Linked DNA regions of Urocitellus parryii: region 1 is linked to region 2. The links are chromatin contacts, called in public Hi-C maps. All regions are on one chromosome and are shown on one strand. Each heading gives the region's core, a stretch centred on a gene start, on an enhancer-like site or on the middle of the called end of the contact. The rest is flanking DNA. Distances are from core to core; before and after follow the strand shown.

Region 1 (6,698 bases), core at 1,153-3,652, 310 kb before region 2:
GCTTGACAAAACTCTTTGTAGCAGCAGCAAACATATTAATATCAAAATGTCATCAACTGCAACCCCCAGGTAACAAAATCCATTTTCAAACAAGAAAACCAGGCACAAAACTAAGCTTGCTTGATCTTAATACAATTATACATGTTAAAAATACAAAGCATGCTTTCACCAAGTAGTTTACCCGCGTACACCTCACAACATTGCCTGTCTTCATGTGCTCAAGTAATAAATAATAGATCAACGGTGTAAAATGATATACTAAAAGCAAGTCTAATTTGGAATGGCAATTTATAGCACTAAAATATACACAGAAAATGAATTCCAACATACCACTGACATCTTTGATGAGAATCACAGTTGATAGTGATTTTCTAGTAGCAATGGGCTGATTCTGAGGGAAGCAGATAGCCCCATGGGAAACACTGCAATTTAGGCACTAACATTAGTCCTGGATACTATCTATAATGGACCTAGTCCAAAGGGAATTCCTTCACAAGTTCACTAGGCAAATTTTGGCCACAGAATAGTGAAACTTTGTGGTATAGAGTTAATGCAGGAACATTTTCACAAAAACCAAGTGCCTAATATTAAATACAAATACACAGAATACAGGGAAACAAATGCCTGCAGATCTTTACAAAATACTAAATTAAAGCCATTTTACACATTTAGAAAACTATAAAATATTATGCAATGTTTTCTTACTCAGAAGCTACGCACTCAGTCTATATAAACTGAAATGGAGTCATGCTGCACTTATTTTGTTTTTATTTCATCATTATTATCCTACTCAATCTATAAAGAGATCTATAAAAGGTTTTCACTTGTTTTTTCTTTTTTATTTATTTATGTATTTGTTTTAATTAGTTACACATGACAGTACACTGATCTTGACATACCATACATGTCAGATGGGATATAATTTCTCATTTTTCTGAGTGTACAGGTTGCAGAATTACATTAGTCATGCAGTCACGTATATACCCACAGCAATAATAATGTCTATTTTATTCTGCTGTCCTTCCATTCCCCCTTTCCCCTCCCCTCCCCTTTCACTTGTTTTTAAGAAACATTTTAGCTAAAAATACATTTCCAAAGCAAATCTATACTAAATTTTTAATGAACGTTCAAGCAGTGTTTCTGTGGTCCTTAAAGATGTTCACTGAAACTTAATACAGTTGGGTATTTAGTTGATATACATACATACATACATGTGTGGTGTAGAGGAAGAGAGACTAGGCTTAATTCAAACCTCAAATAATGGAAATTAATTTGATTAGATTCTTGGTATTTTTTTTTTCACTCGCTTTTCAGTGTTCAGGGGTCAATGCAACCCAAAATGTACTTTTAGTAACGAATGTCCTTTCTGGGGGCTGGGGCTGTAGCTCAGTGGCAAAGCACTTGCCCAGCATGTGTGAGGCACTGGGTTAGATCTTTAGCATTACATAAAGATATAAAGGCATGCTGTTCATCCAAAACTAGGGGAAAAAAATTTAAAATAATAATGTCCTTTGTGAAAACAGTATTGTGCAAAATCATCTTCCAAAAGCATTGGTTCAACCCTTAGCACCACATAAAGAAATAAAAGACACGTTGTCCATCTACAACTATAAATTTTTTTTAAAAATAATAATGTCCATTGTGAAAACATCATTGTGCAAAACCATCTTCCAGAACACCTTGTAAGCACAGGGAACCATTTCTGCACGTGGAAAGCAAACATTTAGAGAGACGACACAACTAATGTCGCAGTCTGATCCCCACAAAAGGTAGCGCATCCACCAACGCCATTACAACCAACAAAACTGGAACCTGGCCTACAGAAAGGCCTTCCTTTACACCTAACAAGCCTTGCTGGGCTCTGCTGACCCGGTGTCCAACTTGCCTCCAAGACAAAGGAGCCCGCCCAGCAGGAGAGAAGGGTCTCCAGAAGCCCCAGAGGACGCAGAAGCTGGAAAAGGCTGCTCAGCTTTCAGGAGCTCTCAGGAGCCCATAAATCAAGGGTCTCAAGTTCATCGCCAGGTTCTCAGAGGTTCCCTAGCAATTTTGCATTAGCATTTTCAAATCTTTCTTAAAGTGAACCTGTCCCCAGATTGTCCTCCCCACCCCTCAAACACACTGGACTTCTGGCCTCGCTAACCCTGAGCCCACAGGAATAAGCATTCTTTCCGGGTGGCAAACCACCTCCTAAGGCCCCAAAACTCAAGCTCCAGGCGCAGTGACAGCGGCAAACAAATGACCGACCAGGATGCCACAGGAGCTTAAGTGGAGCGCAGGCGGGAACTGGGAAAAGCTGGGGTATGACAGAGGGGGCGGGGCCTGGAGAGGGGAGGGGCCAGCACCGTGAAGTCTTGGGAGCCGAAGGGGGTGCAGGCCAAGCTGGGAAGAGCCGGCGCTGGGAAGAGCCGGGAGAGGGGCGGGGCCTGGCTAGTAGCAGGGCCTGAGGTCCGGCAGCGAGGGGGTGTGGCCGGCGCCATAACGCCGAGTCCCCGCCCTTCCTCCCTTCACCCCGCCCCGCCAGTTCCTTTCGCAAGAGGGACGCCTGCAGCAAGGAGACGGGGAGGCTGTAGTGCTGGAGAGCTCCGCTCGGGGACCGGCCGACGCGGGAAGCGAGGACGCCGTTCCGCACCGCTCTTTCTCGCTCCGCCTAGCCGTCCCTTCTTGCCATGTCTCAAAGCAGACGTCGCGCGGAGGCTCCGCCACTGGAGCGCGAGGACAGCGGGACCTTCAGGTTCGAGCCCGGGCAGTAGGGGCCGCAGGGCCGAGAGTGGTGGGCAGCAGAGGAGGGGGCGGGGAGCCGGCCCCGGCGGCATTCTGGGTAAAGCCCCTTCCTGTCGCCCCCCCCCCACACACACACACCGTGGTGCTCTGCCCCGCCCTCTTGGCGGCGACTGGCTGGGGTCTAGGCCGGGCCGCCGGGGTCTGTGGCCGCGCCCCGCCCCTTTTGTGGCTCTTGGCGGCGCGCGGGGGAGACGGGGTGGCAAGAGGTGACACGCGCGGACTGGGTTGGTGGACTTGGTCTTGAGAGTATGTAGCCGTGTGCCCCTGAGAACACCTTTCTGTCCGCATTCGAATTCTGTCTATAAAGACGTCCCTCCTTCACCCTGCTATCCCCTGCTGGGTGACTGCCGCAGCAGAGCTGGGAGACAGGTGCGCACAGGCCTTGCCAGCTTTGGTCCTGGCTGCCAGGAAGCTACAGTAATTCCCCGGTCACCATTGATAGCAGTCAAAATTGGCCCTGTGTATGCTTCTGCTTCCCTGTTTGCTTTGACATGCAAAGCACACCTTTTTCTGGTTTTTGCAGTTTGGGGAAGATGATAACAGCTAAGCCAGGGAAAACACCGATTCAGGTATTACACGAATATGGCATGAAGACCAAGAACATCCCGGTTTATGAATGTGAAAGATCCGATGTGCAGATACACGTGCCAACTTTCACCTTCAGAGTAACCGTTGGGGACATAACCTGCACAGGTCTGTATGCACAGTTAACCCCTTGACCCTGCTGGTTGGCAGTCCAGACTTGATGTTGCTTTTCAATTGGGAAAAGTGCCCCTTTTGCCAGAGACAGCTATGAGGGGCAGGTTTTAAAACGGAGACCTCATATATTAGGTTGTTAAGAGCTTTTCAACTTCATCTGATTCTAATTTTCTCTTCTCCAGATACAAGGATGCTCAGATAATAAAAAGTTATCCAGGCATCCTACAAGGCTCTTCACACACTATAGGATCCTCCCAAGGTTCCTCCAAGAATTAAAAAGAAACCGGAAGGGTTCTTGGAGCCCTCATAGCTGGGTCAGTAGGTACTATCAAGTTTCATAGTTTTATAAATTATAGCAGATACAGGGAGGCATGACCCCAGAGTTGTCTGAGTTTCCCTTCTGTCTTTATAGAATTATTTGGAACTTTGGATCTCTTGTATCACTCTTAATTATGTCCACAAAAAAAAACAAACAAAAAAAAAAAGGCAAAACAAAGGAATGTAGAAAGACTCCCATTCATTGTATTACTTAGTAGCTTCTGGTTCCTGAAACTGTACAAGTATTTTGTATAAGATAGTATCTCCTTTTTATACATGAAGAAACAGGTTCAGAGAGATTATAAATAACATGCTCTGAGTCACACAGCAGTGAAGTTTCAAAATTCAGATGCATGCCCATTTGTAAATATGGACATTATTTTTCTCATATACCTATTTAATTGCAAACAAAAAAATAATACTAAATTTAATTTGGAAAAATGCCAAGAAAAGCATTAGTAGGAAGACTGAAATTATATCATCTGATAATCTGAAGACATCATTTGTATGTGTCCCTGGAAATTTGGACTCCTATTTTCATCGAAGCTACTTTAACAAAAATATGAAGCTTTTTTTCTATGTGAGACAGGTGAATAAGAAGTGTGGCTGCAATGTTCCTCATATGAGCCATAGTGTCAACATTGCATTATTATTTAAGTTGTTCTATTTTTAAATATCCAGTGGAAGTTTAAAAAGAAGTAGTCCCTCCCACCCCAGTGTGCTTTAGGCCAGGGAATGATTACTTGTTTCTAGGGCTGGATTTGTGGCTCAGTGGAAGAGCACTTGCTTGCTTGGCCTGTGTGAGGCACTAGGTTCAATCCTCAGCATCACATAAAAAATTAAATAAAATAAAGATATGTGTCCATCCACAACTGAAAAATATTAAAACAAAACAAAACACCTGTTTCTATTATTATCCCTTGGACCTCTTCTCCCACTACCCTGTCTTCCTGTGCTAGCTAATCTGCCTCCATGGTTTCAAATACCAGATAAAGGCTAATAATAAAGAAATATCTTTCCTCCAGTCCCATTTGCAGAACAGTGTATCAACTTGTGTGCTTGCTGGGGAACTTTGTTTGGATGATACAAAGGCCTCTCAGACTCATTGTCTCAAACTGAATGTATCTTTCCCCTTAAGCCCATTTTTTTGCACTCCTTTTCTCTGAAAAGGCAGCATAGTCACACAGTCGCTCAGTAGAAATTCAGGATTTGTATTCTTTATTTTTTTTTTTATTTTAGTTGTAGATGGACACAATATCTTTATTTGTTTATTTATTTTTATGTGGTGCTGAGGATCGAACCCAGGGCCTCACATCTGCAAGGCAAGCGTTCTACCACTGAGCTACAGCCCCAGCCCCAGGGTTTGTATTCTTGATATCTTTTACTCCTCTCCTCTCTTATCCAGTATGTTATTAAAATCTCTCTACTAAATAGCTATTGAGTCTCTTTCTCTCTTCTTCCTATTGCTACCATCCAGACCACTGTCATCTCTTTTTTTTGGTTTATAGCTTCTGTGTTATAACTGCTCTTTTTTTCTTTTTAAATTTTTTGATAGACTTTTTTTTAAGCTTTGTTTTATTTACTTTTATGTAGTACTGAGGAGTGAACCCAGTGCTCACATGTGCTAAACAAGCATTCCATCACTGAGCCACAAACCTAGCCCTTCTTTTATCTTCTTCCTGTGTAATGCCCATTCTCTACAAATGTTCTTTTCCTAGTACTCAAATTTGTCCTCCTTCTCTTAACATCCATTAAGTGGTTTCCCCATCACCTTCTGGATAAATACAAAAATTTTAACGTGACTTCTTACCTTCTTGAGATGTAGTCAACAGCAGGATTTATATCATTTGGGTACTTGATGGAAATGCAGAATATAAGGCACATCCCAGATGTATGGGGTCAGAGTATGTTTTAACAAAATTCCTTGTCAATTATTATACATGTTAAGGTTTGAATAGCACAAGTATATATAATATCTGTGTGTGTATGTGTATGTTTATGGATATACATATAAAACTCATTCCCCAGCCCCCAAGTTCTCCAGCCTTTTATCTCAAAATTGCTCCCCTTGAGCTCTTACACATTAGCCATATGCAACACTTACGGCCTTGAGAATACTGCTTTCTTTTGCCTTTGAGCCTTTGCAGGTGCCTTTCCTCTACCAAGAATGCTCTTCCTAATCTCCTAGTTCTCTCTCCTTTACTAGACTTTCCTCATCTTTCAAGTGTGCATTTAGTTCTCTTTCTCCATAAAGCTGTTCTGAATCAAGAAGAACAATGCTACTGCTACTTTTGTGTGGTTTCCTAGAGCTCACTCTTAGGCTTGGTGTAACATGTTTCAGAAACCTATTAGCAGACAAAATCCCACACTGGGCTGTCAGCCATAGAGGTCAGGGAATCTCTTCAGTTCTGTGCTATGTCCCTAATGTCTATGTTATTAGATAAAAGAGTATGGTTTTTGTGTCCTCTGACATTAGAGGGTCATACTTCAGTCTTATTTCCTAACATTGAGGGTTTGAACTCAGAAGGAAAAAAATGATTGAATTCACTCTTTACCAGATGCAACTGCTTGCTGAATTCAAATATCAGTCTTATCCGTAACCTCCCTTATCTACAAGGCAAAAGATACAGATTGTGTAGAAGACATAAGGCATAAGCTGTCACCTATTACTGCTTAGCCTAGCATAGGGGTTTGATCCAGAATAGGAACAGGCTGTCAAAATAAAATTGTGCACATTTCACTGTCCAAAAGTTCTGTAGGTTTCTTCTGTAAAGGAAATTTCTTGCTTCAGAAGAACTTCCTGCCCAGGAATAAGGGAAGAGTGAAATGCTAAGTTGCATTTCTTCTGGAGGTGTGACATGGTCTACATCATTACCATTTGTGTAATAAATATATAATAT
Region 2 (6,468 bases), core at 3,596-6,095:
TGGTATCATAACAAAGATTCTTGTAAGTTCTTCATCTTCGACATCTCGGTGACTTCCAGATGATCTGGACTGAGCAATGAAAACCTAAGAAACATAACAGAACCCCAAAAATAAAGTCAAAACTTTTTTCTGTTCCTTAAATACATTTACTTTATGATTAAATGCCCATTAGGTTAAAATGCAATTTGATGGAGTCTTTTTTTCTAAGATCTTTATTGCAATGACTTTTTGTATAATATCAATCTCTGCAATGTTTTTTCAAATGCATTTTTCATTTTGTACTTTTGATTAGCAAGTCACTGTACTTAAAAAGAATGTATACTTGGCAGTTGTTTGACAGTGTTCCATAAATGTCCATTATATACTTAAGATATTATATACTTTATTTTGTCTACTTGTTCAATTAGATAATAAGAATATAAATATCTGATTATGAATTATCCATTAATTCTGTCAATACTTCATGTATTTTTAAGATTATTGGCTGAATAAACAAATGGGTTTTCTATATATTTTTTTGACTGATACTTTCATTCTTATGAAATTATGTCATGTCTGTTAATATATGAACTGAAGTCTATTTTGTCTGATACTACACCAGCTTTCCCCCAACCCCTCAGCATGACTCTGATAAACAGCACTTAGTTGGTTTTTCTTAAATCTTATAAATCTCTTCCCTTTAATTGGAGTATTTAGTCATTTACATTTAATGTAACTGCTGATACAGTTGGGTTTGAGTCTAGATTGTCATATTTTGTTTTCTTTCTTAGTATTAATATTTAGAAAAAGTAGCATAACCATGTTCTGAGTCATCTCAGTGATTATTCAAATGATCTCCTGTGTGAGTAGGGAAATGCACAGGAGGCTCAATACTGGCAATTCTGTTTATTGAAATATTTTTTTATGACATAAGAGTACTCTGAATTTGCTTTGTAGTATTGATTTCTAAATGTACTTTGTTTTTATACTAATCTAAAGCAATGCTAAAAATCTGTGACTAAGAGTTGGGGTTGTAGCTCAGTGGTAGAGTGCTTGTCTGGCACATGTGAGGTACTGGGTTCAATCTTCAGCACATAAAAATAAATAAAGGTACTGTGTCCATCTACAACTAAAAATATTTTTTAAAAATCTGTGACTAAGATCATGGATATGTTTATATAATTATAAACATAATAAGTTTAATGGCTAGTTTTAAAAATAACTTGAAGAAATGTAATGTAATTAATTAAATCACTACACATACAAGAACCCTTGAGGTTTTGTGTTTCCTTTAAAGTGTCAGTATATCATTCAAGTATGAGAAAACCAGGACTATGAAATTCCAGAGAAGGAGACAGGAACCCAAAGGACACTCAACTTAAAAAGCCATGGGATTTTATAAATGTTGAAAAAAAAATGACATCAGAGCCATGGGGAAAGCAGGCCATTATTTTTGCTCAAAATACAGCCTGACATAGAGGTGTGGGATTCCGCTTATGAGACAGGGCAAGAGACAACTCTAAATGAAGTGTATGTCCTGTTATTTCTTCAGTAATTTACACTACATGGCTCTGTGTGGTAGAATATGCCTATAATCTCAGCAACTCAAGAGGCAGCAGTTGGAAGATCCCAAGTTTGAGCTAGCCTCAGCAACTTAAGAAGCCCTCAGCAGCTTAGGGAGATCCAATCTGAAAATTAAAAAATAAAAGGACTGGGTATGTAGTGTAGCTCAGTAGTAAAGTACCCCTGGGTTCAAATCCCAGTACTCTCCCCCAGATCTACACAATATGTGAAGCACTGTTTGAGGCATTAGTAATAAGAGTAATGAGTAACACAGAAATGGTTAACTGCAAACCTAGCTTAGTGGATGCCCCAGAAATAAATGATCAATAGGAAAATACAAAAAGGGAAGTTCTAAGAATATGCAAAGACACTACAGGAAATAAAGGGGACTCAGGTAAAATGTGATTAGATATTCTATCAGATGCACACTTCTAAACTTTTGAGGATTGAAGTATTTGAAATCGCCAATAAAGGATGTAGAGCACTTCAACACTAATGGAAGATTTCTCCATACATATTTTTATTTTCATACACTATGAAGACATATTCTAGATGGGGTATTCTTGCAAAGCTAGAACCAAGATTCTTCTATTTTCTAGGTTTACTTTTTACCTCCAGGTAATCCATCCCATAGCTGGTCACAGACTACTTTTTACTTGGACAATCTTTTGACCGGAAGCCTGGTGCTGTAATATTTTTGTCTTGGAGATCCTTTGGAACTTTGCAAAAACAAAGTACATGTGAAAAAACAGAAGTTAAATTAATTTAACTGGAAATACTGAAAAAAAGAAAGAAAACCAGATGTGCTCCAGTGGGAGACAACCTGAGCTGTAGCTGCTGAAGAATGAGCCTTGATTGTCTGGCTAGGTACAATAGTGATACAATCTTCTGGCTGAAACTGAGTGGACAAAAATGTGAAAAACAGAATTGTAAACTTTAATTCTCTTTGGGAACAAGCACTTTAACTTCTCTATGGCTGAGGGAGGCTATGTTTCTGTGTCTAGACTAAATTTCCTGTGTAGGAATTTATTGAAGGCAGGCAGTTTCAAACTTGGGTCTCTTTTTTGAGTTGCCTGCATGGGCTGAGATCATGTTATATTCCAAATTATAAAATCCATTACATTAAGGCCATAAATACAAAGAGATGAAAATTATCAATCTATTGCAGGTATCAGCAAATTGTAGCTCCTTGTTTTTGGTATAATTCATGATATAAGAATTTTCTTGTTTTTAAAGGGCTATTGAAAAAAAGAAAGATGTGACAGAGACTGTATGTGGCCTAAAAAGTGGGAATTATTTATTATGTGGCCCTTTACAGAGGTTTGCCAACTCCTGAACTAGTGTATGCTATCGCTCTACAATTAATTTCAGGAGGTGATTATCATATATCTTTTTCCTTTTAGTTCTGTCAATAAAGCTTCATGTATTTTGAAGCTCTATACTGACATGAACACACTAGATTGTCATGTATTTTTGTTAGTGTCTACTGTGTTACTGGTATATTCCCAGGCTCTTTCTCTTTTGTGTATGGAGGAGGTACAGGCAGGACCTCCAGAGACTATAATATCTGAGTTATTAATTTAGAATTCCATATTAATATTCTTCTCAATTTTCTGTAAATAAAAAAAAACAGAAAATAAAAGAAAGAGGGGAAAAAAAGAAAATTGAGAGGAAAGAAAAAAATTTGTGGAAAATTCCAATAGAATTGCATATACAGCAACTACCTCTAGAAGACAGGTGAAGAGTACAATTTAAACGACTGTTAGATTCTCAGGACTGAGTCCTGATTTGAAGTCACAGTAAGTAAGGAGTGACATCTTGGCTACTATTGATCAATAAACATATATGGAGGGTTTCCCTTCTGCCAGGAATTGTGCTAAAAGGATAGATTAAGTCAAATAACCCTGAAAATGACCCTTTCTTCTATGGGCCCTTAATTTTACAGATGACTAAGTATAGAAATAGAATATAAATACTTCAAGAATGAACTGAGTATACAAACAAGAACTAAGAACATACAAATAAACATCTTAAAATAATACAAAAGCCACACTACCATCACAATGATTTGGCTCCTCTTAAGGGAGTTTACTTTGTTCTCTTTTTAAAAAATATTTTGTTTTAGTTGTAGTTGGACATAATGCATTTATTTTATTTTTATGTGGTGCTGAGGATCGAACCCAGGCTGCTAGGTGAGAGCTCTAGTGCTGAGTCACAACCCCAGCCCCTACTTTGGTCTTTTTTCAAAGAAAACTGCCATTTAACAGGATCAATAGTCAAATGTTCGGCATTAATATCTTCACAAATAGGGCTTATATAAAATAATTTCAAAACTCACAGAAGCGTGAAGAATATGTAATAGGGGCCATTTAATCACCTGCACTTAGTATTACATACATGAATACTTTTGTTTGGTATTGGGGAAAAGATCCAAACCCAGAGGGCCACAATTTCACCTATGTACTTGGCGCGAGTTAAGTTTCCTATTTACCTGAGGAAAAGCAGAGATATACATAGTAAACCGAAATGTCTGAGAGAGGAGGGTCAGAAAACACCAAAAGGTAAGCCAGGGGTGGGTGGGGATGATAACAAAAGAGGGGCAGTGGCCACCTGGGAGAGGCGGAAACACAGCTCCTGCCTCTCTAGTGCCCAAGGCTGTCCCTCCCACTCGCAAGGGAGAAAGAAGTTCTCTGGAAGGCGCCCCTCCGCGCTCCTGGGTGCACCCTCCGAGGCGGGGACCCTCTCAAAGCCACTCCCAAACACCCCCGCGCCTGCCAGGTGCTGCCTGGTCAGCTCCGGGGAGTGGATGTCCACCCCTCCCCCGTCCTGGCACAACACCAGGGCCCGTCCTAGCCCCACGTCCTAGCCCCGACCCCGCGGGCACCCGGACCCGGGCACCCGCACCTTGATGGGCTTGATGTCGTTGGGGCCAAGGCACTGTCCGTGCATCTCTTCCATAGCCCTGCAGGCCTGCGAGCTGCGGGCGAACTTGACGAAGGCAATGCCCTTGGACTCCTTAGTGTGCTTGTCCCTCACCACCCAGATGTCCTGGATCTCGCCGAAAGGCGAGAAGCGCTCCCTCAGCACAGACTCGGGCGTGTACTTGCTGATCACCAGAAAGATGCGGCTGTTGGGCGGTTCGTCCAGGCTGTCCACTCCCGGGCGGAAGCCTCCGCCGCTCGCAGAGCTACCAGCTTCGTCCATGATGCCCCACCTCCGCGAGGGAGCCAGGCCCGCGTCCCTGTCAGTCCTATCTTTTTCCGCTGTGTCCGACATGGCCGCTGTAGCGCACCCAGTTCTAGCGAGTCCGCCGCTGGGCTTCCGGAAGACGGAGGACTCTAGCGTCAGGAGCTGTCCCGCCGCAGAGGGTGCTGGCTTCCGGGTGCAGCTTGCAGCGCCCCCTGGCGCCGCGGGGGTCCCTCACCAAGTCCAGTCCTTCAATCCTGCTAAACCCAGGTCCAAACATTAGTTTGTGTAATCCTTAGTTCCCTACAGCCAGAATAGTCTTGCCTGGTGCAGGGACTTTGCCAGCTCTTGCTTTACCCTACCCAAGAACCCAAGGATTCTTGGTTGTCATTGTTAAAGAAAAAATTATTCAGGACATTTCTTAAAGATGGCTGACTTTATTCAAGGGGGCCATCTGGTGATAGGTATAGGGACCTGTAATGGGGTCTTAGAGCCATGGTAGGGGGACACGGGTCGGGGGAGATACTGGTTTCAATTCTGACTTTAATAAGATAAAAGGGCATTTATAGCCAGAAGCAAGATTAGAATAGATAGAAAATTACTGAAGGTCAGGGATAAGAGGAATTCTAGCTTAACAGAATTTTTTGCTGAAGGCAGACCACAGTGATAAGATTTTATTAGGAGTTAGATACCAAAATTGGGGATTATCATTAAACTGCTTGTGAGGATGGCCTTAGCTTGAGTCTAAGCAACTTCATTTTAAAAACTCCAGTTTGAAACCTACAGTCTCACTAGGCACATCTAACAGAGCCCTCAATATAGCCCTCAGACAAGTTACTTCCCTTCACCCAGATAAACAGCCTCTGGCAGGCTGTCCTTACCTGATTAGAGGGGGAAAAAAAAGCTAGACGATCAGAGTGGAGACCACCAGACCAGATGTTTCTGACCCCAGGATAAATGATGTCATGGAGAAATCCTGTGGTAGCTGATAAGAATTGAAAGGGGGAGGTCAAAAGACCCCAAATTTAGTATAAATAATAGAGCTAACAAACAGGGATTCAGCCAGCCGAAACAAGGATTCACTTGCTCTGGAGAGCCTGATGAGGACCTGGACTGACATTCCCCTCTTGCCATAGTTTTCCTGATCCTCTGTGTGATCCTTACCGAACAGAGTCAAATCCAGAACCAACTGTGTCTGTTGATTTACTCGACTCCCACAAGCACAGAAAAGGTGCAGAACAGAAAAGGCGGCTGCTCATCTAGGAACTAGGAAAAAATGTAGAGAGCAAAGAAAGTAGGAAATGCCTACTGACTTCTAAACCTTCTTGTTAGTGGGTCTTGGAAGAGAGGTCAGCAGAAATAAGGCCTGGATTTAGCAGTAGTATCAGAATGAAGTGAAAGGCATATACCTGAAAGTGGACTAGGGTACGAAGACCTGTGCTTCTATGAAGTCAAACAGATAAACATTTATTGTGCAACAATTATGTGCTAGGATCTGTGCTAGGAGCTATATATACAACCGGGAACAGAAATAGTTTTGCCACTAAATTGCATAAGCTTAGACAAGTTACTTAGTATTTCCAGCTAGATTACTTCAACTGTAAAGTAGAAATAATGTTTCTTACTAACTGGGATAGTTGTCAAATTCATTCCTTTAACTATGGTGCCCTCTCTTACCTCCTTGATAGTATGTAGTTGTTTGATGGTAACAAAGAGTCAGGAATTCGAATTGTTATCCTG

Evidence for each region. A called contact is a pair of places that touch in the nucleus more often than the background predicts.
Region 1: a contact with region 2 is called in a Hi-C map of liver, with 4 times the contacts expected there. The contact joins the promoter of Prkra here to the promoter of Rbm45 in region 2. A contact is called at or near these places in 2 of 2 Hi-C or Micro-C datasets (liver and muscle).

The regions. Positions count from the first base shown.
Region 1 is chr1:230,560,494-230,567,191 of mUroPar1.hap1, reverse strand. Prkra (protein activator of interferon induced protein kinase EIF2AK2) reads left to right here and starts at 2,402. Exons shown (of 8, transcript XM_026392033.2): 1 at 2,402-2,731; 2 at 3,305-3,474. The coding sequence starts at 2,667. Pjvk (pejvakin) reads right to left here and starts at 34. Exons shown (of 6, transcript XM_026392034.2): 1 at 1-34. The coding sequence starts at 34.
Region 2 is chr1:230,249,392-230,255,859 of mUroPar1.hap1, reverse strand. Rbm45 (RNA binding motif protein 45) reads right to left here and starts at 4,845. Exons shown (of 10, transcript XM_077802921.1): 1 at 4,447-4,845; 2 at 1-84. The coding sequence starts at 4,818.